Linked DNA regions of Mus musculus: regions 1, 2, 3 and 5 are each linked to region 4. The links are chromatin contacts, called in public Hi-C, HiChIP or PLAC-seq and promoter capture Hi-C maps. All regions are on one chromosome and are shown on one strand. The core of a region is the stretch at or near the end of the contact, and the rest is flanking DNA. Distances in the headings are between cores, read along the strand shown.

What was found. Promoter capture Hi-C pulls out the DNA fragments that hold promoters and counts their contacts. Hi-C and Micro-C count contacts between places; a contact is called where the count stands out from the background. HiChIP or PLAC-seq counts read pairs in DNA pulled down with a chosen protein or histone mark.
Region 1: a contact with region 4 is called in a promoter capture Hi-C map of liver, with 2.5 times the contacts expected there. The contact joins the promoter of Ttc6 here to the promoter of Sstr1 in region 4. A contact is called at or near these places in 7 of 39 promoter capture datasets (embryonic stem cells, frontonasal cranial neural crest, hematopoietic stem and progenitor cells and 2 more), 5 of 484 Hi-C or Micro-C datasets (differentiating embryonic stem cells and embryonic stem cells), 3 of 115 datasets of contacts at active chromatin or transcription factors (embryonic stem cells and stem cell-derived neural progenitor cells) and 1 of 9 other capture datasets (embryonic stem cells).
Region 2: a contact with region 4 is called in an H3K27ac HiChIP or PLAC-seq map of embryonic stem cells, with 8 times the contacts expected there. The contact joins the promoter of Foxa1 here to the promoter of Sstr1 in region 4. A contact is called at or near these places in 8 of 39 promoter capture datasets (cranial neural crest, embryonic stem cells and liver), 22 of 484 Hi-C or Micro-C datasets (differentiating embryonic stem cells, embryonic stem cells, epiblasts and 1 more), 8 of 115 datasets of contacts at active chromatin or transcription factors (embryonic stem cells, forebrain and stem cell-derived neural progenitor cells) and 1 of 9 other capture datasets (embryonic stem cells).
Region 3: a contact with region 4 is called in a promoter capture Hi-C map of hippocampal neurons, with 2.9 times the contacts expected there. The contact joins the promoter of Pnn here to the promoter of Sstr1 in region 4. A contact is called at or near these places in 3 of 39 promoter capture datasets (cranial neural crest, hippocampal neurons and second pharyngeal arch cranial neural crest).
Region 5: a Hi-C map of cortical neurons shows a contact between it and region 4, with 4 times the contacts expected there. The contact joins the enhancer-like site here to the promoter of Sstr1 in region 4. A contact is called at or near these places in 5 of 39 promoter capture datasets (the 3T3-L1 cell line, embryonic stem cells, hippocampal neurons and 2 more), 1 of 484 Hi-C or Micro-C datasets (cortical neurons), 2 of 115 datasets of contacts at active chromatin or transcription factors (embryonic forebrain and stem cell-derived neural progenitor cells) and 1 of 9 other capture datasets (embryonic stem cells).

What each region holds. Positions count from the first base shown.
Region 1 is chr12:57,560,596-57,565,850 of GRCm38.p6, reverse strand. Ttc6 (tetratricopeptide repeat domain 6) reads right to left here and starts at 1,736. Exons shown (of 32, transcript NM_001312644.1): 1 at 1,609-1,736.
Region 2 is chr12:57,544,504-57,549,715 of GRCm38.p6, reverse strand. Foxa1 (forkhead box A1) reads left to right here and starts at 3,605. Exons shown (of 2, transcript NM_008259.4): 1 at 3,605-4,052. The coding sequence starts at 3,981. It also overlaps a transcript of Ttc6 not described here.
Region 3 is chr12:59,064,852-59,070,256 of GRCm38.p6, reverse strand. Pnn (pinin) reads right to left here and starts at 3,338. Exons shown (of 9, transcript NM_008891.2): 1 at 3,142-3,338; 2 at 2,407-2,478; 3 at 1,904-1,972; 4 at 1,459-1,531; 5 at 1,261-1,355; 6 at 1,066-1,141; 7 at 1-115. The coding sequence starts at 3,254.
Region 4 is chr12:58,210,150-58,215,592 of GRCm38.p6, reverse strand. Sstr1 (somatostatin receptor 1) reads right to left here and starts at 3,789. Exons shown (of 2, transcript NM_009216.3): 1 at 3,712-3,789; 2 at 1-3,347. The coding sequence starts at 3,000. The coding sequence ends at 1,825.
Region 5 is chr12:58,742,331-58,747,443 of GRCm38.p6, reverse strand. No RefSeq gene overlaps it. Among named protein-coding and RNA genes, the nearest start is that of Gm40427, 230 kb to the right of the region's middle. Within about 2 kb of position 3,488, at least 7 of the 459 cell types and tissues checked have an H3K27ac peak or open chromatin away from gene starts, as enhancers often do. A contact at or near this core is called in cortical neurons, where this site is marked.

The sequences.
Region 1 (5,255 bases), core at 487-2,986, 650 kb after region 4:
GTCTATTACTGAGAATAGAGTAGAGAATTTCTGAATTTGTCTGTAGCCTGGTCACTTCCTGTCTCTGGGAGAGGAGAACTCCCTAGACCATACCAACCCCTCCAGAAAGGACTCCAGATTTCTTTTTCCTTTCTGCTTTGCAGCAGTTTCTACTTTGCTTTGATACTAAGCTAGAAATGTGTGGCTGTCAGCCACCTATTCTGACAGCACTTACCAAACTTTCCCATTTATTCTCTGGAGATTGTAGCAGACTATGTTGGCTTTTAATCTATGAATAGCAAAAAAAAAAAAAATAAAAAATAAAAAAAAAAAAAAATAAATCCCCAGCAGACATTTTTAACAGAAATAACAAGCTAATTCTACGATATGTTCAAATGTCCTAAAATCATCCAAATAATTTCAAAAGGGAAGACAAATCTAGACAATTTACAGTATCCGGTTTCAAAACTTACTACAGGGCCAAGCATGACAGAACATGCCTATGAAGCCTGCCCTTAGGAGACAAAGACAGGGGGTCACAGTCAGGTTAGTCCAGGCTATATAGTGAGACCCTGTCTTAAACACAAACACAAAGTAACAAAACCCACATTGCTACAGTACACTAGATAACTGGGGAAAGGGCTTTGGCAAGCCACCATCCTGAGTAAATGAAGCCAGACAAAAGTGAACATACTGTCTCCTTAAGACTCTAGAGCACACAGTTGCCTCTGTAATGTCACACAGCAGAACTCAGTGGCTGCCGGAGCTAGAGGGGAGAGTCAGGTGTGGATGGACGGCAGAGTGAGCAGAAAGGGTCGGAAATTCAGATTGTAGCTATTGTTCTAAAGGTGAATATACCTGTGTGGACTCCTCAGTAGGTAGATTGTACCTTTGTGCTTATAAATCTTGCCACTACTCAAAGGTGTAAACAGGAAAAGAGCAAATTGTAAATATTTAGATATGAATACTAAAAAAAAAAAAAAAAGACTATTCCTTAAGTTCATCTTAACACAAATCTGCAAAAAGATTTACTTTGTCTGAAGTCTTCAGTAGCAAAGAACCCTTAGAGTAAGCTCCATAATATCTCCTTTACTCCCAAACTCAAGACCAACAGTTCTCTATTCTGAAATTAGCTATACTCCATTGCACATTCTCGCCTAATTGTAGTTAAGGTTTGTTCAAAACAAGCTCTCCTGGCTCAGGGTGGCTGAGACTGTCAGCGGGTGACATTAATTCCCTGCACTCTGAGCTTTTTCGCAGGTATCTTAACTCCTCACCTTCGTTTCCATCTATCCCCCACCCCCACCCCGCCTTTTCACGATCCCCCTGCTCCCCCACCCCGCCCCCGGCCCGAAGCCTAGTCATCCTCTACTGGAAGTTCTCTGGGGCCTCTTCAGTCCATGCCCGTTTCACCCAAAGAAATGTTCCTTTAGCTCAAGCTTATAGTCTACAGAAGCCCATCAACTACTCCTGCCTCCATCACGCGCCAACCCCGGATTTGACACGACTTTTGTGAAACTGGAACCCACCAAAGTGGATAAGAAAGTGGGAACACTAGCTCAGCCAATTATCAGAGTCTTGCCAGAGTCCAAAGGAATTTACTGCACCCTGTCCACAGCTTCTGCTTACCTGGCTGGTTCAGGAAGGCCAGAACTTCCCCTAGCTGATGATGAAGGACCAGATAACCCAGAGACTGCCAACACCCAAGGAGGCCCAGGCAGCTCTACCAGCTAAATGGGGAAAGAAAGGCCCGGCTCCCTTGTTGCTTAGCAACGAGCCTCGCCTCGAAGAGGTTCCAACACTTGAGCTCCGCACATGGTCCACTCCCAACCCCTGTCACAGTGGATTGCCTAAGGCTTAGTGTCCAGAAATCAGTTCCAGGCCCTGGTTCCAGCAGCTTAAACCCTTCATGAGAGGTCTCAGTTCAATGGATGGTGGAAACGGGTCCCAAGAGGAAACCTGGTCATACATCACCTACAACAGCTGTTTTTCCCAGAATGGCCAACCGCCTAGCTTAATGAGCCATTTATAACACCTTTCCTTATACAGACATACAATCATTTGTTTCTAAAGGAGTGTGTCTGTATTACCTGTGAGTGTACTGCCACATTGATCACCGTGAACTCGCCTATAGAGAAATTTGAACTCTGAGGCATGAGATTCAAGTTTCCAGGACATAGAGAATAAGCTTAAATTCTGCAATATTCAGCTTTTTCTGATATGATCTAAGAAACAATGGACCTTATCTATTAAAGTTGAATATACACATACTTAATATTCACCAGTTTTGCTAAGTACAGCAACAGACACATACAGAATATATACATTTTTTTAGGAAAAGTGCAAATTGTTACCATTTATATTTGAATTAAAAAAAAAACTTAGCCATTTTATCTATCTGGCTAAAAATTGAAAACAACCCAAATGTTCATTAAAAGCAAAATTCACAAAATGTGTGGTCATAAATCTTAACAGATTATACAAAGGAAATGAATCAAGTTCCACACTGGGGACATCAACACAGAATCTCTCACACATGCAATGTGGGGGCAAAGAAGCTAGACAGACTGCCCCGTGTTATCTGAGTCCATTATATAGAGCTCAAATTCCAGAATAGCCTAAACAGACACTTACAAAGCACACTCAGTTGACATATTACAAATAACCACAAAAAACGTAGCCTCCACGTAAGCCTGCATAATCACTGTGCTGGCTTGTTTTATGTCTACCTGACACAAGCTAGAGGCACTGGAGAGGAGAAAGGCTCAGTTGAGAAATGCCTCCAAGAGATAGGTCTGGTTGCAGCCTGTAGGGCTTTTTCTTTTTCTTTTTTTCTTTCTTATAAGTTATATAGCATTATCTAGCATTTTCTTTTTTAACATTTATTTATTTTATTTTATGTTATGTGAGTACACTATAGCTATCTTCAGACACACCAGAAGAGGGCATCAGATTCCATTATAGATGGTTGTAAGCCACCATATGGTTGCTGGGAATTGAACTCGGGACCTCTGGAAGAGCAGTCAGTGCTCTTAACCGCTGAGCCATCTCTCCAGTCCCTAGGGCATTTTCTTAATTAGTGTTTGATGTGGGAGGGTGGCACTTGGGCTGATGGTCCTGGGTCCTATAAGAAAGAAGGCTGAACAAGCCAGGATGAGCAGGGCAGTAAGCAGCACCCCTCCATGGCTTCTACATCAGCTCCTGACCCCAGGTTTCTGTCCTGTTTGAGCTCCAGTCCTGACTTCCTTTTATGATGATCAGTGATGTGGAAGAGTAAACCAAATGAACCCTTTCCTCCCAGGTTGCTTTAGTTGTGGTGTTTCATCATGGCAATAGAATCCCTAAAACAGTGGTCGTCTTGGGAGAGAGAAAGTGACTTCAAACAAGTGAGCAGAAGCTTAGGGAGCCTTGGGGAGAGGTGGGGTGGGGTGGGGGTGAGGTGGGGGTGGGGGGTTAAATAAGCTTCATATTCTGAATTCTTCACTTACTTTTTTTTCAATTTTTATTAGCTATTTTCTTCATTCACATTTCAAATGCTATCCCAAAAGTCCTCTATACCCTCCCCCCCCCACCCTGCTTCCCTACCCTCCCACTCCCACTTCTTGGCCCTGGCGTTCCCCTGTACTGGGGCATATAAAGTTTGCAAAACCAAGAGGCCTCTCTTCCCAGTGATGGCCAACTAGGCCATCTTCTGCTACATATGCAGCTAGAGACACGAGCTCTGGGGTGTACTGGTTAGTTCATATTGTTGTTCCTCCTATAAGGTTGCATACCCTTTTAGCTACTTTCTCTAGCTCCTTCATTAGAGGCCCTGTGTTCCATCCAATAGATGACTGTGAGCATCTACTTCTGTATTTGCTAGGCACTTGCATAGACTCACAAGAGAGAGCTATGTCAGGGTCCTGTCAGAAAAATCTTTCTGGCATATGCAATAGTGTCTGGGTTTGGTGGTTGTATATGGGATGGATCTTTGGGTGGGGCAGTCTCTGGCTGGTTTTCCTTCCTTCTAAGCTCCGAACTTTGTCTCCTTCCATGGGTATTTTGTTCCCTATTCTAAGAAGGAACGAAGTATCCACACTTTGGTCTTCCTTCTTCTTGAGTTTCTTGTGTTTTGCAAATTGTATATTGGATATTCTAAGTTTCTGGGCTAATAATACCCACTTATCAGTGAGTGGTACATTTACACAATGGAGTACTACTCAGCAATTAACAACAATGAATTCATGAAATTCTTAGGCAAATGGATGCATCTGGAGGATATCATCCTGAGTGAAGTAACCCAATCACAGATGAGCACTTCTAAAGATCCTTGATGAAGTCCCAGACCCTGGAAGGAGGCTACCCCAAATTTTGAGAAGAATCTTCTACCACTACAACTATGTGAGTCGAGCCCAGAGACAGCCCAATCATGCAAGTGTTCTTTGGCATTCCCAGGACTTGGGAGAGAAACCTCTAAGTAGGCTGTGTGTTTCTTCATCCTCACCTCTACGATGGGATAATAATTTTACCTTGCAGGTTTGTTTTGCTCCCTCACAGGACACATTCAAAATGATTGCTTAATGCTCACAAATGGAAAGGACTCTGCAGAAAATGGCTCAGCATCCCTGAGGCTCCATCACACTGGTCACATAAGTCCAAATGCCCTGGGAATGCTCTATGAGGATGACTTCACTGTGGGCATGGAAGTAGCTCCTTTAGGGCAACAGCAAAGCACCTTTCTGTGCTTACCATCTCGGTATCCACGCCTCACAAGTATTCAGGTGGTCAGACGGTGAGGAAAACACAGTCCATGAGCTAAGTACTATTATTATCATTTAATAAGTAAGGCACTGATGTTCAAAGAGACACAAGTTTCACTGGAGGTCCTTAGCTGGTCCTGTGCTTGGAATGTCTATTCCAAGTCCATTTTTAGCAAAAGAAAGATGGACAGAAAGGTAGGAGAGTTATTCTGTCATAGTTACTTTTATATTACTGAAAAGATCAAGGCAATGTATAAAAGAAAGTATTTACTTGAGGGCTTGCTTAGAGTTTCAGAGGGTGAGGCTATGACCACCATGGTGAGGAGCATGGCAGCAGGCAGACAGGCATGGCACTGGAGAAATAGCTGAGAATTTATATCTCATCTATAGGTTAGAGGCAGAGCAAGACAGAGACAGACACTGAATCTAGCCTGGGCTTTTGAAACCCCAAAGCCCACATCCAGAGACACCTTCTGCAACAAGGAGACACCTCCCAAAACAGGTCTACCAACTGAGGACTACACATTCAAGTATCTG
Region 2 (5,212 bases), core at 2,356-4,855, 670 kb after region 4:
CTTATCTGGTGAGAGGGTGGGGCCCAGGGGAGGAACTCCGACCACCCAGCACCGAGCATGCCTGGGGCCACAGCGGCCTTGACCTGGCCACAACCCTGGGGAGATGGGAGGTAGAGTCAGCGAGGAAAGGGGGCACACTAGGGAGATCCAGGGAGGGAGCGCTCTAGAGACTCCAGCGGGTACTACGGGGGCCGGGCAGGGGTGGTCCAGGCTCGAAGCCCTACGCCCTGTCTTAGTTCAGCAACACAGCGAAGGTCACTAGCATCACAAGAGGCACCAGCTGGTCTCAGGATCCTATGGGGATTTTTTTTGTCCTCCTTTCATGCCACATCCCTTGCGTCCTTCTGTCCCGTGATAACCTGCGGGATTCCCAGGTCACTCTGGGAAGGGTAGGCTAAGGCAGAAGAGTCAGTCAAGGGACCTTGTGCTACTGGTGGGGCATTGAGCAGATAGCTTTGAAGGCCATAGCTGGATCAGCTTCCAGGCATGACAGAGCTGCTTCCTCTGTTGAAACCGACTGGCATACCAGAGCAGACCGCCTTCCCGACTGCCCTTGGCTTCCTGGATATACTTTAGCCTTTAGGCTACCTGGGGCGACCTAGGCTATGGCCGACAATCCTGATCCTGGGCAAGTTCGGTATGGGCATCACAGAAGAGACCACGTGGCGTGGTTCCCTTCTCTTGCGTTCTCTCAGTCCACCACCACCCCCCGCCGCCGCCCCCAAGTTGAAGGCAGGTATAATTGCCCTGTCTTCTATGTCATAGGGGCCTACTGGTGGAAAGATGTTAGATACAACAAGGTTTAGGATGCTTGGACTCCTTATCTGGGTACCAACTAAGCAGAAAGTGAAGGCAACAGCCCTTCGCTTCCCCTCCCTCCCGCCGCCACGCGGGTTGGGGGGAGGTGCGGTTGCCAAGTCGAAGACTTAGAAGGAAATGACCCCACTGTTTCACTTTTTAATCTGGGGGAACCTGGTCTCTTGGTGCACTAAACAACTTCACCAACAGAATTTGTTAGGTGTCCACAAAGGCCTTCACTAAATGCAAAGAAGTAACTGAAGTACTGCTTTTCCTACTTCGTGGCTTCAGTCCACTCTGAGTCAAAGCCCCTGCTGCCTGGCACCTTCCCCGGTTCAATCCAGTCTAGCCCGCCGGCATTGCGGGAACGTACGTGCAGGAGGCGCTGTGTTGTTGCCACAAACCCAAGAACACCCGGATCAAGGCTTTAAAGGGAGCAGAGTCCATTCTGTAACACCACTCTCGGATTTTGACGATGCTTTTGAGAAACTTCAATGTGGTCTCACGCTATGAATGGCCCCCTTCGCCTTTTAAGTAGACTTGAAAGGGGGGCAAAGTAGATTTGGAAACCGGGCTGAAAGGACGTGTGATATTTTAATTAACTCCTTCCACATGACAGGGCCCCCCAAAAGTCATCAACTTGTTATACACTATATATATATATATATTGCTAAGTTGTTACTACCCACAGGAACCGTCCAAGTCATGCTAGCTGCTGCTGTAGAAAAGCCAAGAGGACATCAGACAATCAACCATGCAGGAACAAGGAAGCTTCTCGGCCCTGCTGGAAGTCCCCAGGACCAGACTGAGGAAGCCACGCATCCCCGCGTTTTACAAATGAAACGGAGATCCTGCTGTCGGTGGGAACTTTGCAAAAAGAATTAGTTTCTGACATATATCCACAGGTACATTTACACAGCCGATGGGAGTGACTTCTAGTCACAGGGGCAAATTGCAGTTGGGGAGAGTTGTCTGCTCTGTTGTGTTCCAGGCGGATTTAATTTCACTCTCATTCCTTTGCTTATAATGTGATGTCTACACACACACACACACACACACACACACACACACACACACACACACACACTTTTTGTTCAAAAAGGAATTGTAATCCAATGCTTTTATCTTTTTTTTTATTTCCTTAACTACACATCTTCACCTTCTCTGCTCTCCTACTGATCTAAGAGATTTATTTGGTTCAAGGATTTAACCTGATTCTCTTGCCAGATTTCAGGGAAGAAAGATTTAAAAGAACAAAGCACGGAGTGTGTGTGTGTTGGGGGGGGGGTAATCTATTTGGAAGACAAGTGAAAACACATTCCTTCACATGAGATTAATTACCTTAAAAAAAAAGCTTTGCAAACCAAGAATATTTTAGTCTCTTGGTGACTTTAAAGTTAACTTGATTGTTTCTAATGGAAATCTAGTATACCTACAGACTGGAGCAACACACAGGAAGGGCCGCACAGTCACACTTACTTCGAAATGCACGAGGTAGTATACATTTTCACGAACACTTGCAGTCAATGGGGGGGGGGGTAAGCACCTTCTCCAAACCTATCACACACTCTGTCTAGCCTAATCTCTTTGGTTAGTCTCTTTCCGCTGGATACGAGGGCAAGCCACTAACTATGAAGAACTGGAAGAAAGCGAGAGACTTTGAGTGGGGGAGAATTTTCCCCATCTACCCAGGACCTTTTGAGAGTCTGATAGCCTAGCCCTGCTCTTCCAGCTCAGAGACGACCAGGCACCTCTGTGGGCTGACTCCAGCTTCAGGCTGGCACCTCATTTAGCGTGGCAGATGCGTTCCAGCACCCAGGCCCATACACTCCCAGTTTATGCCGGTGTTTAGGAAGATGTCCCCTCCCCCTGACCTTTCTCTATCAGAAACCAGACGGTCGCCTCTAGCTTGGTCCCAGAGGCTGTAGAAGGGGGGGAGGAGGAGGAGGAGGAGCCCGGCAGAGAGGCAGGCTTGACTAGGATCCGCCTGCCTTATCACACAAACATCTGCGCGCAGTTTCTTCCTCTTTCTGATCGCTGCAGTTGACAAGGGGAGTGGAGTGGACTGAGGCGGAAAAAAAAAGTTATGTCATAAAAATATAAAACGGTGCTGTGACTCACCTGCTCTTAGCCGCAGGTACGAGTTTCGTGGCAGCGCCTCCGTTCTGCTCGCCAGGAGCCCAGGTCGGCCTAACGTCACTTTGCTCGGCTGACTCAGATGACTGGGTTTCTAGTGACGAGGCAAAAGTGGGGCTTTTCCCCTCTCCAAGCCCCGAAGGCCGGGAAGTAGGGGTAGTCTTCCAGGGTTGAACTTTGGGTCAAGAATCAGGATGAGGGGAGCAAAGGAGCCAAGTGGACCAAGAGCGGAGTCGTAGTAAGGTCCAGGGGGTGGTGAGCACCTCTAGGAGGGAACTCGGGGTCATTCAGCGAGCACGATCCTTGCGCTGTAGCTCTGATGCCACCACCCAGGTCCTTCTCCCGCAGCACAGCTCTTTGGGTCCAGAGCCCTGGCCTGTCCTCCAAGGCACCGCCTATTTTTCCTTTTCTTCTTTTTTTTCCTTTTCTTTTCTTTCTCTTTTTTTCCTTTTCCAAAGGGGGTCACACACACACCCGCCCTATTTTCCTCTTTCCCTAGCCGCGAGGCTTAAACCAATTATACTGCTTTGTAAACAAAGTGAGGGCCAGGTTTGGGGGAGGGGATGGCGGGAGGGGCGCGGGGGGCGCGCGGCGCTGGCGCGGCGGGGCGGGAGGCGCGGCGGCTGGACTGGCGGGCGGCCGCCTCACAGGTGCACCTCGGGCTTTGTAGGTGCGAGCGTCTTTGTGCGGCGGACAAATGGGGAGAGGACGAGGAGGTGGGCACTCCGGCGACGTAAGATCCACATCAGCTCAACTGCACTCGCTTCGCACAGGCCGCCCGCTCACTTCCCGCGGAGGCGCTGCCGGGCGCCGCGCTCCGCGGCCGCCTCCTGTCCCCGGCGCTGCCCCCTCCCGCCGCGCCGCGCCGCCGCCGCCGCGCACGCCGCGCCCCGCAGCGCCGGGCTTCCTCCTCGCCCGGGTGGCGCTGGGCCCTCGAGCGCTCCGGTGACCGCAGCGGCTCCGCGCCCCTCCCCCGCCCCGAGCAGCGCACCCGCCCGTCGCTCCGCACAGGGTTGGATGGTTGTGTCGGCCGGGCTGGCTCCAGGATGTTAGGGACTGTGAAGATGGAAGGGCATGAGAGCAACGACTGGAACAGCTACTACGCGGACACGCAGGAGGTGAGAGGCGGGGAGGCGGTGGGGCGTCCCCAGAGTCGGTGTCCGGGGAGACTCAGGCGAGGTGGGCTCCTGCCCGGACTGGGGCGGGCGGGGTGGGGGCGGCTCGCCCGAGGCGCGGCTTCCAGTGTGGCCCCCACCCGACCTCTCGATCAGCCCGCTGCCCGCTGGGTCCTGGCGCTTGCAACCAGCGGAGAGTTTTGGGAAACTCTGGGCTTTGAAAACACGGGCTCCGGAAGGGAAGCACTTGTCTTTGCCCGCTAGAGAGCCGGGGCTGGAGCCCAGCCCCGGGAGCCGCGGGCGGGCAGGCGGGCTCTGGCTTGAGTAAAGAATAACTGAGAGAGTCGGTGCTCGCTTACCGGGAGGCCTCTCGGTCACACCATGTAATTAGCCGACGTCTTTGGATAAAAATGATCTGTTGCAGAAGTTGGAGTTTTTCGTAAAGAATGATTTCTAAATTTTATAAAACTTAATTCTTCAAAAGCCATTTGTAGAAAAGTGTCTATTCGTTCGTCTCTAGGACCGCTGGGTGGCGCTAGTGCGAACAGAATCTTTTTCCAGAACTCGGGGCCAAGAACCTGTTTCTCTTCATTGTCCCCTTGGTGGCATGTTCACTGGGTTTATTTTACATTGTGCACAAAAGCATTGCGAGGAGAATCAGGTACAGGCAGGGCCACTACCTATTGAAAGTATTTTCTAGAAACAGCTGCCGATTACCTTCAAAAGTGTAATTACCGTTATCGAAAGCGCTTACCGAGAAAGCCTCGTGCGATCTTGGAGAGAGGACTAGAAATAAATCCCAAAGTACTTTAAGATCTGTACAGAAAAGTACAGAGTCCGAAAAGACCTTCGCGGCGATTTATTTATTCGTTTCTGTGTTTCTTTGGGAACCATCTCTTTTTTGAGTCTTCTTTTTGAAATCTATTCATCTCTTATAGTTTCACATGGAGTTACATTTGCTGATGAACATAAATTTAAGGACGTCAATATTTTCTGTTAGATTACCAAATAAGCAGTTATACGTCAGGACTCTTGTTTTTTAGCCACCTAGTTATTATCTCGACTGCTACGGATGGAGATTTCGCTTACCGATAACTTTTAGTAGGCGCTCAGACCACTTTCAGGAGTTTAATTTTGATGCAATCACCTCGGCCCACCAGAGA
Region 3 (5,405 bases), core at 2,089-4,588, 860 kb before region 4:
CCGTCTGCTTAGCACGTCTCTCCTCAAACAGTTCTCGCCTCTCGTTTTCAACCTGCTTTCTCTCTTCTTCAGCCTGAACTTCAAGTTTTTGTTCAATTTCTTGGCGTCTTTTTTGCTAAAAGTAAGTAATCTTCTTCAGTATAAGACAACCAAGGTTCATTTAGTTTTAATCTAATTACAATAAAGGCCACACACATCTTGCTTATTTGAAACTTAAATTTTACTATGTAAATTTACTCGTAGGCTTTCATCACGTTTCTTCCCATTTAATTTTAACTTTGTATTTGGGTCTGATTGCAATCTGTGTTTTGGGAAATAGTAACTGAGGCATTTCCCCACAAATATCTAAATTTTAAAGTCACTAGTCAGCAATCATAAAAGCTTCCTTAATACAATTTAGCCTAGGTTTTCAAGATGGCTCACTGTATTAGGCCTTTGCTGAGCTCTAGGAATCCATCTGTCTCCACCTTACCAACATACAAGTGCCGACTACCACTTCTAGATTTCATGGGCTCTGGGGATGGAACTCGGGTCCCTCATATTTGCATGGTAGGCATTTTACTGAAAACACTACCCGGCATAAATGTAATTTTAAAAAAATCCAAGCCAGGCATGGTGGCGCACGCCTTTAATCCCAGCACTCGGGAGGCAGAGGCAGGCAGAGTTCTGAGTTCGAGGCCAGCCTGGTCTACAGAGTGAGTTCCAGGACAGCCAGGGCTACACAGAGAAACCCTGTCTCAAAACCAAAATAAACAAACAAACAAATAAACAACAACAACAACAAAAAAAACCTGGGCTCCCTTCTGTCCTCCAAAGGCACTGTACACATAGGGTGTACAGACATATATATATATGCTACACCCAGTCACATCAAGTAAAGGCAAAAACCTACTATAAAGCCAGGTATGGTGGCTAATACCTTTAATTCCAGTACCCAGAAGCAAAGAAGGCAGGTCTCTGTTGAGTCACCCTTACCTGCACTGTATAACATTAATCTCCTCTTTGGTAATGAGTAAATGAGGTAAAGCAAGGAAGAGAAAAAGTTAAAAAAAAAGGCACCAATACCCGTTCAGTAGCAACAGTAGATTCTTGTTTAAATTTCTGAAGAGTGCCCATCAACAAGCCAAATATTCGTCGGTTCCTAAGAAACATAAGAGGAAAATGAACGTGTGCATGCCCTGTCTGAGAGGTCCTGTAAGCAAGCGTCTCGTCTGCTGAGTGCGAGCCTTCCACCCCCTCCCCCTGGCGCCGAGCAGGCACCTTTGCTTCCCCTTCTCATCCATGTTTTGATCCTGGATAAGGTCTCTGCGCGTGCGCTCTTTGGAGGTAGCTACAACGGAAGATTGCAGTGCTGGCTGTAAGAGAGAAGAAAGGATCAATGATTTCTTGTTCTGGGCTATCATGCTTTTCAAAGCACACTAAGAGTTGTGTTCATCCTCTAATATTTAATTTCAATACCTTTTTAACATCATCGTCTTCTGGGTCGCTCTCCTGGCGTGATTCTCTTCTTGTCCGACGCTCCCCACCCAGCCTAGCACGGGAGAAAGAATTGAAATGACCACTATGGAATCAAATGCATAATCAATCAAAGGTGAATGGGTGTTCAAATGCTCATCTCCAGAAGGCATATTCTACTGAGTTTATATCGCATTTACCACTTTCTTATGGGGGGTGGGGGAGGGGTGGAAGCAAGATGCTCCAAACCAAGCTTTGCTCTCTTCTCATATCCAAACGTTTCTTGGTGTTTTTTAAAGTACAAAACAGAACGTGTTACTTCTAATCCCACTGAGTTCTGTAAACTGGGCTAGCCCAGTTCAAATCAATCCCAATGACATAGAAATATCTGTAGTGTCCCAGAAAACAAGATGGGTACTGACTCTCCAGACATCTTTTGAAACCATACCTACTGACTGCCCCTTCCAGGTCTCTTTGTTTGGCTGGGGGTCCTCCTCCACTATCTGAGAATCCACGCCTGCAATGAGAAACATCCAACCTAAAGCTCGAGAAACATTAGCAGAAACTGGTATTTCTAGTCGACTAGAGAATTTAGTTGATTTCATAAAGAAGAAAAACACAAGTGAAGCAAACTTAAGCAAACAATTACATGAACAACACCCTACCACCAATTACATTCTTAGATGTCAAAAGCCTTAACAGAACTTAAAAACAGTTAAGTTTATATGAAACTGTCCCCCCCCCACCCCCACCCCCCAGTCAGGGTTTCTCTGTATAGCCCTGGCTGTCCTGGAACTCACTTTGTAACTTTGTAGACCAGGCTGGCCTTGAATTCAGAAATCCGCCTGCCTCTGCCTCCCAAGTGTAGTGCATATGAAACTGTTCTAATATTCTCCAACCTCTACTTTTGCAATACATTTATTAGAAACAAGGCAGTTATCATCTCCTTACCTTAGCAATAAGCTACCTCGTCCTCTACCTCCACCAGGACCAGAAAGGGCCAGCAATCTGGCTTGGATGGGCCTAAAAAAGAATTATAATCAGTGTAAAAGTCCTATGCAGACACATGAGAGGGCTTCATATACTTCCACACACTAAGGTACACACTACGTAGAAATGAACACAAATAATTCTAAAATGACCGTTTCAGATCCACTTCTTCGAAACCAAACATTAAAATCCTCTTTCTTGCTTCCCCAAGACCACCGTTACGAAAATATATGTATCTCGAGACTGCTACATATTAATAAGTCTGGGTCAGGTCCTATCTGCCAACCTCAAGGGAAGGACACCCAAGCCAGCAGGGAGAGGCAGCCACTGCTTCCCCCGGGGGTCTCCGACTTGACAAGGGTTCGGAGCCGCAGGGGTGGAAAGGGGCTTTGTACTGCAGTTCCGGGCCTGCAGCGCCAAGGGCGGGAAGCCGTGGTCTCGGCCTTCCCGGGGGCGCGGAAACCACGCCGGGCAGCCGGGCGGGCCTTCCTTCCATTCGCAAGCACTCGCACCCAGTGCCCTAGGCGCAGGCATGGCGTCTCCCCGCCTAGCCGAGCAGAGGGCTCGCCCGCCGCCCGGGAAACGGGCCCCTTGACCCCAGTCGGCCCACAAGCGGCCGGTTGCCCTCTGTCCCGGGTGCGCCCGGCCCCGAGGCCCCGGACCTCGCCAACCTCTGGGGTTCCGTCCGATCCGTACCTCACATCATTCGGGTCCCGCCCGGTGAGCTTGCGGATATTCTCGTCCACATTCTTGAGGCTCTCTTTGGCCTTCTCTAGCTGCTCCTGCAAAGCTCTCACGGCGACCGCCATCTTCTCTCTGCAGCAGGCTTCGCGACCGCTCTCCAGGCCGCGCAGCGCCGCACCGCGCCCGCCGCTCCACGCGGAAGGACTGACAGCCGGCCCCAGCCAATGATCGCGGGCTTCTTCTCGGGCCTGGACCACCCGAGGACCGGAAGGGGAAGAAGCTTGTCGATCCGTGATTCTGGACCAATGAGAAGCCGGCAAGTCACTCAGCTCCTCCCCTCGCCGCCTGCCGTGGTTGCGCTCCGCTGCTTGCGCAGAGCGGGGAGGGATTACGTCGGTGTGATAGATCCAATCTCGGGGGTCTGCAAAGGCATCCTCTTAAACTTGACATGTCGCTGACTTCATAGTGCGCCTAAACTCTTCCCATGGGACGGAAGAGGCTATACATCCTTTTTTTCCTTCCCCAAGAGGTTTAATCAGAAAAGGGCATGGCAAATAATGGCTGTTGCGCATGCCCAGAGTGCAGGGAGGCGCAGGCTGTCTTCCATTAGTGAACTGAACCACCAGGAGTCTTCATCCTAACAGCTAATAGTTATTGTGGACACTGAGAATCGCTTTGCGTGCCTTAGTCGTTAAAAACTAGAAACTTGAATGAGATGGTGCTTAATGATAAGGAAATTGAGGCTGCGGACCTAGGTCCAACAGGTCGTCAGATCTCGATGAAGAGGCAATTTATATTCTGATCCTGAGCAAAGTTGTTTCCAGCAGGGCCTAATGCCTGCGGGTATAATAGAGGGTCTGGAGAAGTTGCCAGTGGTTTCCTGTGTGTATTTTCTGGATTCCACTTTGCCCTACCCACAATGCCAATATGGACGCTGGTTTTGTACTTGACATAGAGGTACACGTTTTAGTTCGGAAAAATGTTACACAAATGCAAAGGTCAAATCCTTACAAGTTTTCTCCCTGAAAAGGAACAAGAATTTTTGTTTTGTTTTTAGTAACAGTAACTTGGTCTTATCCTGTATGCTATTTGTGTGGAGGCTCATAACTGGATAGGTGAGGAAGAATTTCATTATCTTATCAATGTTAACAGCACCTGTTATCTACAAAACGAATACCATGACAGCCAAGGATACACAGAAAAACCCAGTCTTGAATAAAACCAAAACCAAAAAGAAGAAGGGGGGAAGGGGAGGAGGAGAAGGAGGAGAAGGAGGAGGAGGAGGAGGAGGAGGAGGAGGAGAAGAAGAAGAAGAAATAGAAGAAGAAGAAGAAGAAGAAGAAGAAGAAGAAGAAGAAGAAGAAGAAGAAGAAGAAGAAGAGAAAAGTCAGGTGGTAACATGCCTTTTAATCCCAGCACATGACAGGTTGAGGCAGGTGGATTAGCCTGGTTTACAGAGCTAGTTCCAGGACAGCCAGAGAATCCTGTCTGGAAATACTTACTCCCCCTCAGAGAGAAGGGTGGGGAGGGGGAGAGGGAGAGAGAGAAAGGGAGAAAAGGAGAGGGTGACAGGAAATATCTTTGAAGAAGCTTGAAGGTGTATAGCATATTAGCAGGAAGCAATATAGAAAACCAAGATTTTTTCTTTGGTAAAAAGCAATTAAGTCTAAAAATTATTTAATTCTAATTGTAAACAAGGTTTCACTGAGTTATCTATACATAAAAGATAGGATCTTTTAAATTTTACTATTATTTTGCATGTATGGGTATTTTGCCCTCATGTTTATCTGTGCAACTACATGCATGTATGCATGATGCCCTTAGAGACCAGAAGTGGGGGGTGGGATCACTGGAACTGGAGTTACAGACAAGGTTAATGTTGATGCTGGGAACTGAACCCAGGTGTCCCCTCCCATCTATTTATATATTTATAATACATATCACACACACACACACACACACACACACACACTCAGGAATAAAATAAATGTTTGGCATTGGAGAGATGACCCAGTGGTTAATCTAACTGGCTGTTTTCCAAGAGGGCCTGAGTGTGGTTCCTATCGCCCTCAGGGCAGCTTACAACCACCGATAGCTCCAGTCAGGGGAACCCGATAACCTCTTCTCGCTTTCATGGCGAGCAGACACACGAAGAGTACATATATACACGTGCAGGTGAAATACTCATGCACATAAAATAATTAAAAATAAATATTTTTAAAAGATTATGAAACTCCTCCAGGCTGCTGTGAGTGATAGTGGGTCAGTGCCTTACA
Region 4 (5,443 bases), core at 2,540-5,039:
GGACAGCAAATGTGAAGGTGAGAAAAGCTGGGTCCTCGCCCTGCTCAGGGATCCACAGTAGTCAGGAAATGCAGAATTGTTTCACTTCCATTCCTCGACAGAGGTGACTGCCCTTACTGGGTATAAGTAAGCGTCACCTTTGTCACCGGGGACAGAAAAAGGCAGCAATGTCTTCAGCAGTGACTGGAGTCTCTGACATTTCTCAGTTTGAATACTACAGCTCAGGTCACACTTGTCACTTTGTGGGTGTCCTTAAAACTGTTTCATGGACTAGTGACAGTATGTCAAGATTAACAAATCTATCCTTATACATGTGTGTACATATACCTATATAGGATGTACATGTGACTTGTGCATAGCAGCACACATACACACACACATCACAGATGGTGAGGCGTGTTCTATGTTTCCTGGGATGCCAGGCTTTCAGGCCTTTCACTCCGCACCGACAAAAGTTAACCCACATTGCCATTCATTTATTTTAACGAGACAAAAACCTACAGTTAAAAAAAATTATTTTAAAATCTCCAAACTTCACTGGGCACAAGCAAAACCAAGAAGGATTGAGAAAAGGCTAAGAGAGGGAAACTTCTGAGGGGCTCTTGGGGCCAGGAGAGAACTTTTCTTCGCTCCCAGCTCCCTCCCACACCGCCACGCCCCCAGGATTCCCAAGAGCAGCCCTGTTAGGCAAATACAGAAAAAGAAAGTGGAAGTACACTTTTTTTTTTTCAACACCACAAATAAATAAATAAATATGTCGAACAAGAAATAACTTATTAGGCACCGTTTGAAAGGCAGAAAACTTTAGGGATCAGACAAGCTGAAGCAGCCCACCCAGCTTTGGCAGAGGCTCGGCGATTTGTCACTGGAGCGTGAGCTGGACTCCGAACTTGTACTGGTGCAGGCAACCCAATCTTTTGTTATGCTAGGGAGGACTCCAAGAGGAAGTGCTTTGCAATTCAGGTTCACCCACCTGGGTGCCTAAGCTATTCACCAGCGGGGAGCTCCCCTAGCTGGGACTTTTGAGCTTAGTGCTCAGGTCCTGAGCTCTGTGGGAGAGTGGTTTCTATGGTATCTACACCCACAACCCAGGAATCTTACAAACTTGCCCTTCTGCTCCCTCTTAGCTCCTTTTTTTTTTTTTTTTTGCTCCAAAGAAGCATATGTGTGGTACTATACCAAGACTGGAGATCAGGGCACAGAACTTTTTCTTAAGCGCCTAGCTCTGCTCGGGATGGAGTGGAGCAGAGGAAGGGCCCAAGGGAAAATGTGCCTTCCTTCTCTGAGAGTAGAAAAGACAAGTTGCCTAGACATCCTCGAGCTGGGCTTCCTTGACAGTAAGGCTCTGCGAAAGGAGAGCGGTGATTAGGGACTGTCTTGTAGCCACTCTGAAAAGAGTCTGGCCCGCTGACCTGCGCAGCGGAACAGGGTTCAGCGCAGGGGCGGGGGGGGGGGGGGGGGGACGGACTCAGCCCAAAGGAAACACATGATGGTAACCTTGGCTCAGCTTAAAGAAGCAGAAATGAGTTGGCGACATTAAGTTTGCAGTTTGTACTAGTAGAACTGGGAGGGAGGATGCAAATTATCGGGTTTGGAGAACAGAGTTGCTCAGACTACCAGATGCCCCGAAAGCAGTCACAGTTAATCCATAAATCTCTCCCTTTTACCTTAGTCACACAGCTTTCTTTGGTCCAGCTAACCAGGCGCGCTGCATCGCTGTCATGCACTATGACTTCAGCACCTGGTGTCGGGTTACCATTCCCTCCCACCCGCTTCCCAGCTCCATCTTTCTGACCACTCCCCCCCTCCCGGCAGTGCCCGGCCTCAAAGCGTGCTGATCCTGGAAGCGCAGGTGCCATTACGGAAAACGCCTCCAGACTCCAGATTCTCGGGCTGGAAGTCCTCCACGCTGTAGGCTCGACTCTTCAGGGCAGTGGCATAGTAGTCGACTGGTTCCTCCGCAGCGTTATCCATCCAGCTGAGGCACAGGATGCGCTGGAAAGAGCGCTTGAAGTTGTCCGACAGGAAGCCGTAGAGGATGGGGTTGGCACAGCTGTTGGCATAGCCCAGGATGACAGACAACTGGCTCACGGTGGCGTCGTCTTGCTCGGCGAACACGTTGACCAGCTGTACCACGTAGAAAGGCATCCAGCAGATGACAAAAACCATCACCACCATCATCACCATTAGAGTGATCTTGCGCTCTGAGCGCTTGCGCTGCTGCCAGCCAGCCTTGAGGGCCACCATGCGCATCTTGGCAATGATGAGCACATAACACAGGCAAATGGCCCCGACAGGCAGCAGGAAGCCCATGAGAAATGTGTATAAGACGAAGCCCACCAACCAGCGCTGGGCGGGCTCGGGCATGAGCATGTTGCAGGCTACCGTGCCATCGCTGTTGGCTGCGGTGCGTGAGAAGACCACGATGGGCAAGATAACCAGTAATGACAGGACCCACACGCCCAGGTTCACTACTTTGGCCACAGTGGGCCGACGGTAGCGCGCTGCCTTGATCGGGTGCACCACAGCCACATAGCGGTCCACACTAAGCACAGTCAGACAGTAGATGCTGGTGAACATGTTGACCGCATCCACGCTGAGCACCAGGCGGCAAAGTAGCGCGCCGAAGGGCCAGTGGCGCAACAGCGTGGAAGTGACCAGAAAGGGCACGCTGAGCATGAGCAGCTCATCAGCAATAGCCAGGTTTAGAATGTAGATGTTGGTAGCGGTCTTCATCTTGGCGTAGCGCAGGATCACATAGATGACCATAGAGTTCCCACACAGTCCCACCAAGCATACCACGGAGTAGATGAAAGAGATGAGAATGGCGCTACCCTGTCCCTCGCTTAAGGTCCCATTCTGGGAAGCGTTTCGTCCAGGCTCTTCCATGCCGTCCGCAGCGCCGGACCCCGGACCCCTGCTGCAGGCTCCTTCCCCGCAGCTGCCTGGGCTGGGGCTTGGAGAAGAGGAGGGAGAGGAGGCGGTGCCATTGGGGAACATCCCAGCTGAAGTGGGCCGGTGCGGCTGCCGGCTGGGGCGCTCACCTTGCGCCCTTGCTGTCTGCGCCCTCCCTAGGCTCAAGGCTCCAAGCTCACAGCTCACCGCCGCCTGGCGCCACCCGGCAGAGCGCAGCAGCTGTGGCGAGCGCGGCTCCGACTGAGGCCGCCGGGAGCATCACCCAGCGGCAGCTTGCTTGAGCGCTGTCTCTCTTGCAGCTCCGGGGGTCCTGGGCACACTGGAGAGTGGAGAGGAGAGGCCAAGAGGCTAGAGCCCAGCGCGGCACATCCATTAAGTGGAAAGGCTCTGGACTGATGAATGATTAATAAGCGGCACCATCGCGTCAGCAGCTACGAAAAAGCAGGCGGGGGGGGGCACATAGGTGGTTTATTCCCCCACCGTCATCGCTCCCCCCCATTTCTAGTCCCCTCTAAGCTCAACTCAAAGATTGCTTCAGATTTCTCTCACAGCATCTTCAGGCATTCCTAGGACAGACCTGAGGAGTTTCTCTACATTTCAAATGGGTAGGTGCCAGTCAAGAATGTAGATTCTGCCCCTTTCCACCCGACTCCTACTCTAAGTAAAGACTGAAGCAAACCCCAGACATTTATGTCTGGAGTTCTTCATTTCTTTCTGCTGCTGCTCTCTTCTGGTGATGGGGGCGACTCCACCTGTCCCTAAGCCACTCTCCAGGACAGGACCCTGAACACCTACCTCCTTTCCTGCTTGCCAGTTCTTTAAACCTGTACCTGGAGATTTCAGGCCTTCAGATCCCCAAGTCAATGATGTCTCCAGATGGCCCTTGCAAAGTGCTTGTAAGGTCTGGCGGCGCTCTGACGTTCTTTGCAAGGTCCAACTGCCTTTGGGGCTGGCCGCTGCACAAGTGCCCACGCAAACACTAAGCGGTGGAAACTAGACCTAAGCCAATAGCGGTATGAGCACGAAGGACCACAGTGGTGTGTTAAGGGATGCTGAGTTACAACATCCGTAGCCCTCCACTCTGCAGCAGGGAGTGTTCAGGGGAACTGAGTGAACCATTGCGACTCTCTAACAAAGCATGTAGTTCTCTGAGCCCCATCCACCTCCCCTAGGAATATCAACAGCAGAAATCAGGATGAGGGGCAGAGAGCTCAGGATGAGGCTGGCACTGCCCCAGGAACCTGCCTGGCGCCGTATTGGAAATCCATGTAGGTGTTCACTAGGGAAAGATTAGGCTGCGCGGCTTGGAACAGCTGTGCCCGCGCGTCCAGGCTGTACTTTGTACCCTGGAGAGTTGGCGGGGTGGGGGGATGGAAGTGGAGAGCGCCAAGGCCTGAACAGGCAGGTGTGCCAACTCTTAATCTATGAGTGGCTGGCTGAGCAACTGATGGAAGCCTGGGATCAGTGGCAAGGCATTCAAGCTTTCCTCCATGGAACCCTAAGGAAAACTAGGGCCTTGAGGTATGACCCCTCTGTGTCCCAAGTGCCGAAACCATTAAGATATGGATATTAAGATCCCAGGTCCAAAGCTCCTCAACCTACAATTCCCATCCCTAGTCTAGGAACTGCAGGCTTTTGTTTGAGAAAGAATGGATGTTGATATTTAAGGGACCCTGGAGTTCCCAGGACTCCGAACTTAGGGACTCTTTGGCCTTACAGTCACTTTCTGTCAAAGGATTCAATCACCTATTCCGTTTCATGAATGCTGTTTCCTTCCAGGAAATCCCTGCAAGTCTTAGCCTGAAGCATGGCCAGGAAGACTGGCCTGCTGCAGTCCAGTGCTCACTCGAGCTTTGCTGCTTGCAACTGCTTATCTTCCTCAGTCTCCCTCTCACATCTCCACCAAGAGGGGCACATTGGGAACTAGAATTACAGAAGCTGTTCATACCGGACAATCTAGAATGTGCAAATCTGGACACCGCATCAAAAGCAAAACGCTTATACCTTAATGGCTTGTTGTTTACTCTCAGCAACCGCCTACACATGGGTGCTCCAGTCTCTCAAACGAAGCAGTGCTTGGAGAGAAATAATCACGTGTACTGTCCATGACGGCAGAGCAGTCAGATCGCAATCAATGACCACAGACTCCCTCGGAGTGCGTACAACAGACACTGAATTATTCATGAGAAAAAAATGTTTGAGTAGAAGGGGAGATTTGATAGGACTGGGGCTGTGGAATGCATTGCTTTACCTAAACAAACCACCTTACCTGAAGTGGAATGTGAAATGGAGGGGAGGGAGTTATGTTTCAATAAATAAATAAATAAATAAGTAAATAAAAATAAATAAATAAATAGCAAATAAATAATACAGCATACATAGAGGAGGCAGGGAATGTATATTGGGGTAAAAACAAAACAAAACTGAGATTTTTCTGAGAGGAATATTTTCCTAGCCAACCCTTGATGAGATTTCAGTGCCTTTGCCAACCACTGATTTAAGGCACCTGGCTGCATTTCTGGGCTGG
Region 5 (5,113 bases), core at 2,239-4,738, 530 kb before region 4:
TTGTATCTTGGGTATTCTAGGTTTCTGGGCTAATATTCACTTATCAGTGAGTGCATATCACATGACTTCTTTTGTGATTAGGTTACCTCACTCAGAATGATATCCTCCAGATACATCCATTCAGTTCCTCAGAAAAATGGACATAGTACTACCGGTAGATCCAGCAATAACTCTCCTGGGCATGTACTCATAAGATGTTCCAACTAGTAATAAGGACACATGCTCCACTATGTTCATAGCAGCCTTATTTATAATAGTCAGAAGCTGAAAAGAACCCAGATGTCCCTCAACAGAGGAATGGACACAGAAAATGTGGTACATTTACACAATGGAGTACTACTCAGCTATTAAAAACAATGAATTTATGAAATTCTTGGGCAAATGGATGTATCTGGAGGATGACCTACTTCTTAATGGGCAGTTTTTATGTGTTTAATTTTTACAGTTCTTTGTAAACTTTAGATGTTATCCTTTCTCCCTGGAAAAGTGTTACTGGTAAAGAGTTTCTTCAGTTTTATGGCTGTCGCTGTGCTTTGCTGGTTCCTTTTAGTTTCAAACAGTCTCAGCTCTCTATTCTTGTGTTCTTGATAACAAGATCTTGAACTTATAGTACAGTATCACTACTAAGATCATGTCTTATAAATCGAACATACCCTTATAAAAGTGTCTACGTTATGTGGTATATGGTTGACTTGTTATTATTAGGAAATGCAGTGAATATTCATTTTGAAGTTAGAACTAAATTAGAGTCTAAAATCAGCTTACAAGTGGGAAGTCATTCCACTTAAGTTTTCCGTTTTGCATGATTATGTCATAAAGTGACAGAATGAAGTATTAAACATAAAAGCTTTTAATAAACCACAGTGACCCATGCAAATAATTGCTTTTATTGCTGTGGTTTATCATGTACTAAGCATAACAGCATGTTTTGGGGTAGGCATGGATATCAATATTCTATTATTTGATTTGACAGAAAAATATTCCCATAATTTCTTTAAGTGTGGATTAATCCTGTGTGCAATTTTGCTTTATAAGTTTTTGCTTTTATAAATATATGAAAAAGTATTTGGAAAAGAAAATATAAGATTGTTTTGATCTTAATTACTAATTGTTATTATAATTGCCTTGCAGTTTTCTGAGCTATCAATTCCTTTTTCTTGGATGAATAAGACATTCTGCCTTTTTTAATAATCAGCTAGTCCCCACCCACACAATGGTCTTTGGCGAGATAGTTGCTCACCAATTTAAACTTTTGTCACCTTAGTGTCCTTTTTGTGGAAACCATATGACAGACATCTCTCATTTCTTCATTAGCGTGAATTATAGTTTGCTTGACAAATTTCACACAAACTTAGTTGCACTTGAGAAGATCGAGTCTGAAGAATTGCTTCTATCAGATTGGCCTGCAGGCATGTCTCTGGGGTATTTCTTGATTATTGACTGATGTGAAAGTGCCCATCACACTGTGGGTGGTGCCATCGTAGGGTAGGTGGGCCTAGACTGTATAAGAAACTGGCTGTACAAGTCATGGAAAGAAAGCCTATAGCACTATTCCTCTGTGGGGCATTGGGCTATGCACCTACAGGCTGGTCTCTAGTCGAGCTGAGATGCTGAACCCCAGGACCCGGTGGTAATTAACCTACATGGGATGGACGTTCTCTCATGCTCCTGGAACTCTGGCTCCTGTCTAAGTTACCAGCCCCCCCCCCCCCCCCCCCAGTCCCCACAAGAGAAGCATGGCTAGAAGTCACATAGGCAATGGCCCAAGCTTCTGACCTTTAGGCTATACTCCTTCCCATTTTCCTAGAAACAGAAAAGATGCAGCATACTTTAAAAGGGGCTGTTTGGCCCCTCCCTGCTCTCTCACTCTTTTGTTCTCTTGCTCTCTCCCTCTCCCTCTCCCTCTCCCTCTTCCTCTCCCTCTCCCTCCCCGTCCCCCCTCCTGTCCCCCTCCCCCTCTCCTGTCCCCCTCTCCTGTCCCCCTCCCCTCCCCCTCTCCTGTCCCCCTCCCCCTCCCCCTCTCCCCCTCCCCCTCTTCCTCTCCCTCTCCCCCTCTCCCTCTCCCTCTCCCTCTCCCTCTCCTCTCCTCTCCTCTCCTCTCCTCTCCTCTCCTCTCCTCTCCTCTCCTCTCCTCTCCTCTCTTACTTTTACTCTCTCTTTCTCTTTATCTCTCTCTCTCTCTCTCTCTCTCTCTGGTCCCCCCTCCCTTTTCTCTTTACCCCTGCATTTCTACAATAAAGCTCTAAAACTATAGACTATCTCTGTTTAGCTGCATAGACTCTTGCCTGTGTGGGAACCTCTCTTCCCTCAGCCCTCTCTCCCATAACCCCTGGGCTACAGGGTGTGGCCCTGGGGCCCCCAGGTCAGAGCTGCCCCTTGTCCAGCCCCTGTCAAGTGGGTCAGAGGCTTAGATGCCTACCCTGGGCTGAATGGAAAGCATCTGGCAGCCCTCCCACGTCTGCCTGTCCAGAGCATAGGTGGAACTCTGGCCTGACATGGGTCCCCCTCCCCCCTCTTCCCCTAGGCCCCTTTTTAGTTCCCACATTCCTCCATTGTTTCTACTCTAGTTCTTGCCTTGGCTTTCCTCAGTGGTAGACTAACCTGTAAGTTGAAGTAAACTTTTTCCTCCACAAGTTGGTTATGGTCAGTGTTTTATCACAACAACAGAGAAGCAAACTAGGACAGTAAGTGCTTGTGGTTTCTAGGAATCTAAGTTTGGTTTTGCCACATGGACTCTGAGGATTATCACATATTATAACAACTTTCTCCTTTGGATTTCCTAAGAGGTGGGTCAGAAGCACACATTTCCCAGATTCAGAAGTTTAAAAGGAAAAGCAATGTCTTGGCAAACATTTTTAAAAAGTAACTTTATTCCTGCTGAAAATGTATTTACTCCCCCCAATACCTAATACTTTCTTTTTATCTCATTCCTCTCTTGCTTGCTTTAACCAGTATTTTGAAAACATTCTAGAGCCCTTTATTAGGCAAGGCAGGGCTATATAAGTAAATAACACTTCAGTCTTAATTCAGCCTATGAAATTGTGCAGAACATCTCTGTATCTGTGGCTTTGGATGATAGGTGCAGCCTGTGTGTGAGAAATTTATCAGTTGCTCAACTGTGCCATTCACAGGGAGTTTACAACTTAGGCTCTCAGAGTTAAACTGATACCTTAAAAATTCTCCCAGAGGAAAAAATGTGCTTGAAACAGTAGTTGTAAATAAGATAACTAGTCTATTTCCAAATATGTTGGTCATGTTATTCTGAAAGGTAAGTCATTATGCCAAAGTGCTGTAATGGGATTTCACCAGGCAAGGGGATCAGCCCCCTGGCACCAAGTATAAATACCCAGCAGTAGGAAGCAAGCACTGAATCATTTGCTGTTTTTTTTTTTTTTTTTTTTTTTAAGTTTGTACAATCAAGTTTGGCACTCATTGTTTCCATAGCAACTGTTCTTGCCTATATGAAGTAAGCAACTAAATTTCATCGCTCTTTGGTGTAAAAATAGCAACTGATAATGGCTCTTCTCTGTGTTGGAGAAAATCATCTAAAAAAGAAAACACACTCATGCATTTTTATGCCAATTCTACACCCAAATCAGAGGTCAACCTGGACTTCACACATTAAAGCATTCACTCCTACTGGAGTCATGTGTACTCCCTGTGCACATAAGGTTAGTCTGCACCATTAGTTCTTATATTTACCAAGTGCATATTGTTAATTATGATAAAGTATGTGCCATATATTAGTAGTTTCCTAAAGCTGACCATTCAGTCGTGAATGACAAATGCTATCTCCATTCCCATGTGAGTATGCTTGTACTGGCTAGTTTTGTGTCAACTTGACACAGCTGGAGTTAGCACAGAGAGAGGAGCTTTAGTTGGGGAAATGCCTCCACAAGATCCAGCTGTAAGGCATTTTCTCAATTAGTGATCAAGGGGAAAAGGCCTCTTGTGGGTGGTGCCATCTCTGGACTGGTAGTCTTGGTTCTATAAGAGAGCAGGCTGAGCAAGCCAGAGGAAGCAAGCCAGTAAAGAACATCCCTTCATGGCCTCTGCATCAGCTCCTGCTTCCTGACCTACTTGAGTTCCAGCCCTTTCTTCCTTGGTGATGAACAGCAGTATGGAAGTGTAAGCCGAATAAACCCTTTCCTCCCCAACTTGCTTCCTGGTCATGATGTTTTGTTCAGGAATAGAAACCCTGACTAAGACAGCCATCTTTGCCATCTCTGGACCACACTTAGTTGGATTCCCAGTACAGCTAACTGTGTCCCAGAGACTTACAAAGTCTCTATCCTTTCCCTAAGGAGTCAGAAGCCCATGAGATTGGGTGGAATCATTGTCACCTAACTGGCTCCTCTCTTTTCTACCAGGCCTTCTCCATCAAATTCTTCTCAGGTTTCCCAAATCTAAATCAAATAAGGCAAATGTGTTGAAGTAGGTGGGCAGAAAAAGGGTGCAATGAGATGTTTATCACTTCTGAGTAATCCCTATGTCTGCCAGAAATGTAGACCAGGCTAGTACTCTAGGCTAGTTATTTTCAACATAGTAGCATAGATATTATGTGATGGCCTTGGGACATTATGCTGTTACATTTTTTTCCATTTTTTTTGAGTAAATGTATACCACCTCTTGGCTTCCATCACCACATACTTACTCTGATATGAGACCAGAATATAAGACAATGCTGTTTTTGTAGCAGAGACAGAGACATTGGGCAGATCATCTTTGAGGACTTGGACAGTTAGATATTACTCATTTCGTTTTTGCAGCATGTCTCCTTCTCAGAATTTATCTTTTCCTTCTCTGATACATTTAAGCAGCTCTATGGTGCCTCCTCCCCTCCAGTAGAACTGACAGCAAATATAGCCCACTGTTGTGATCCAGCTAGGGCTCTGGGTCCATTCTACCCTGTAGTACTTTCTAGTTTCCTGCTCCCAGGTCTCTTTAAAACCAGCAATAAAAATTGCATGTTCCTAATTGATGTGTGAGAATTAAACAGATTTCTATGTGTAAAATACTTTGAAAACTATCTGAATATCATGAACACTAATGAACCTGTGGCTGGAAGATAGCATGCAGTTCTAATGTGGCAAAACACAGGTCATCAGACTAG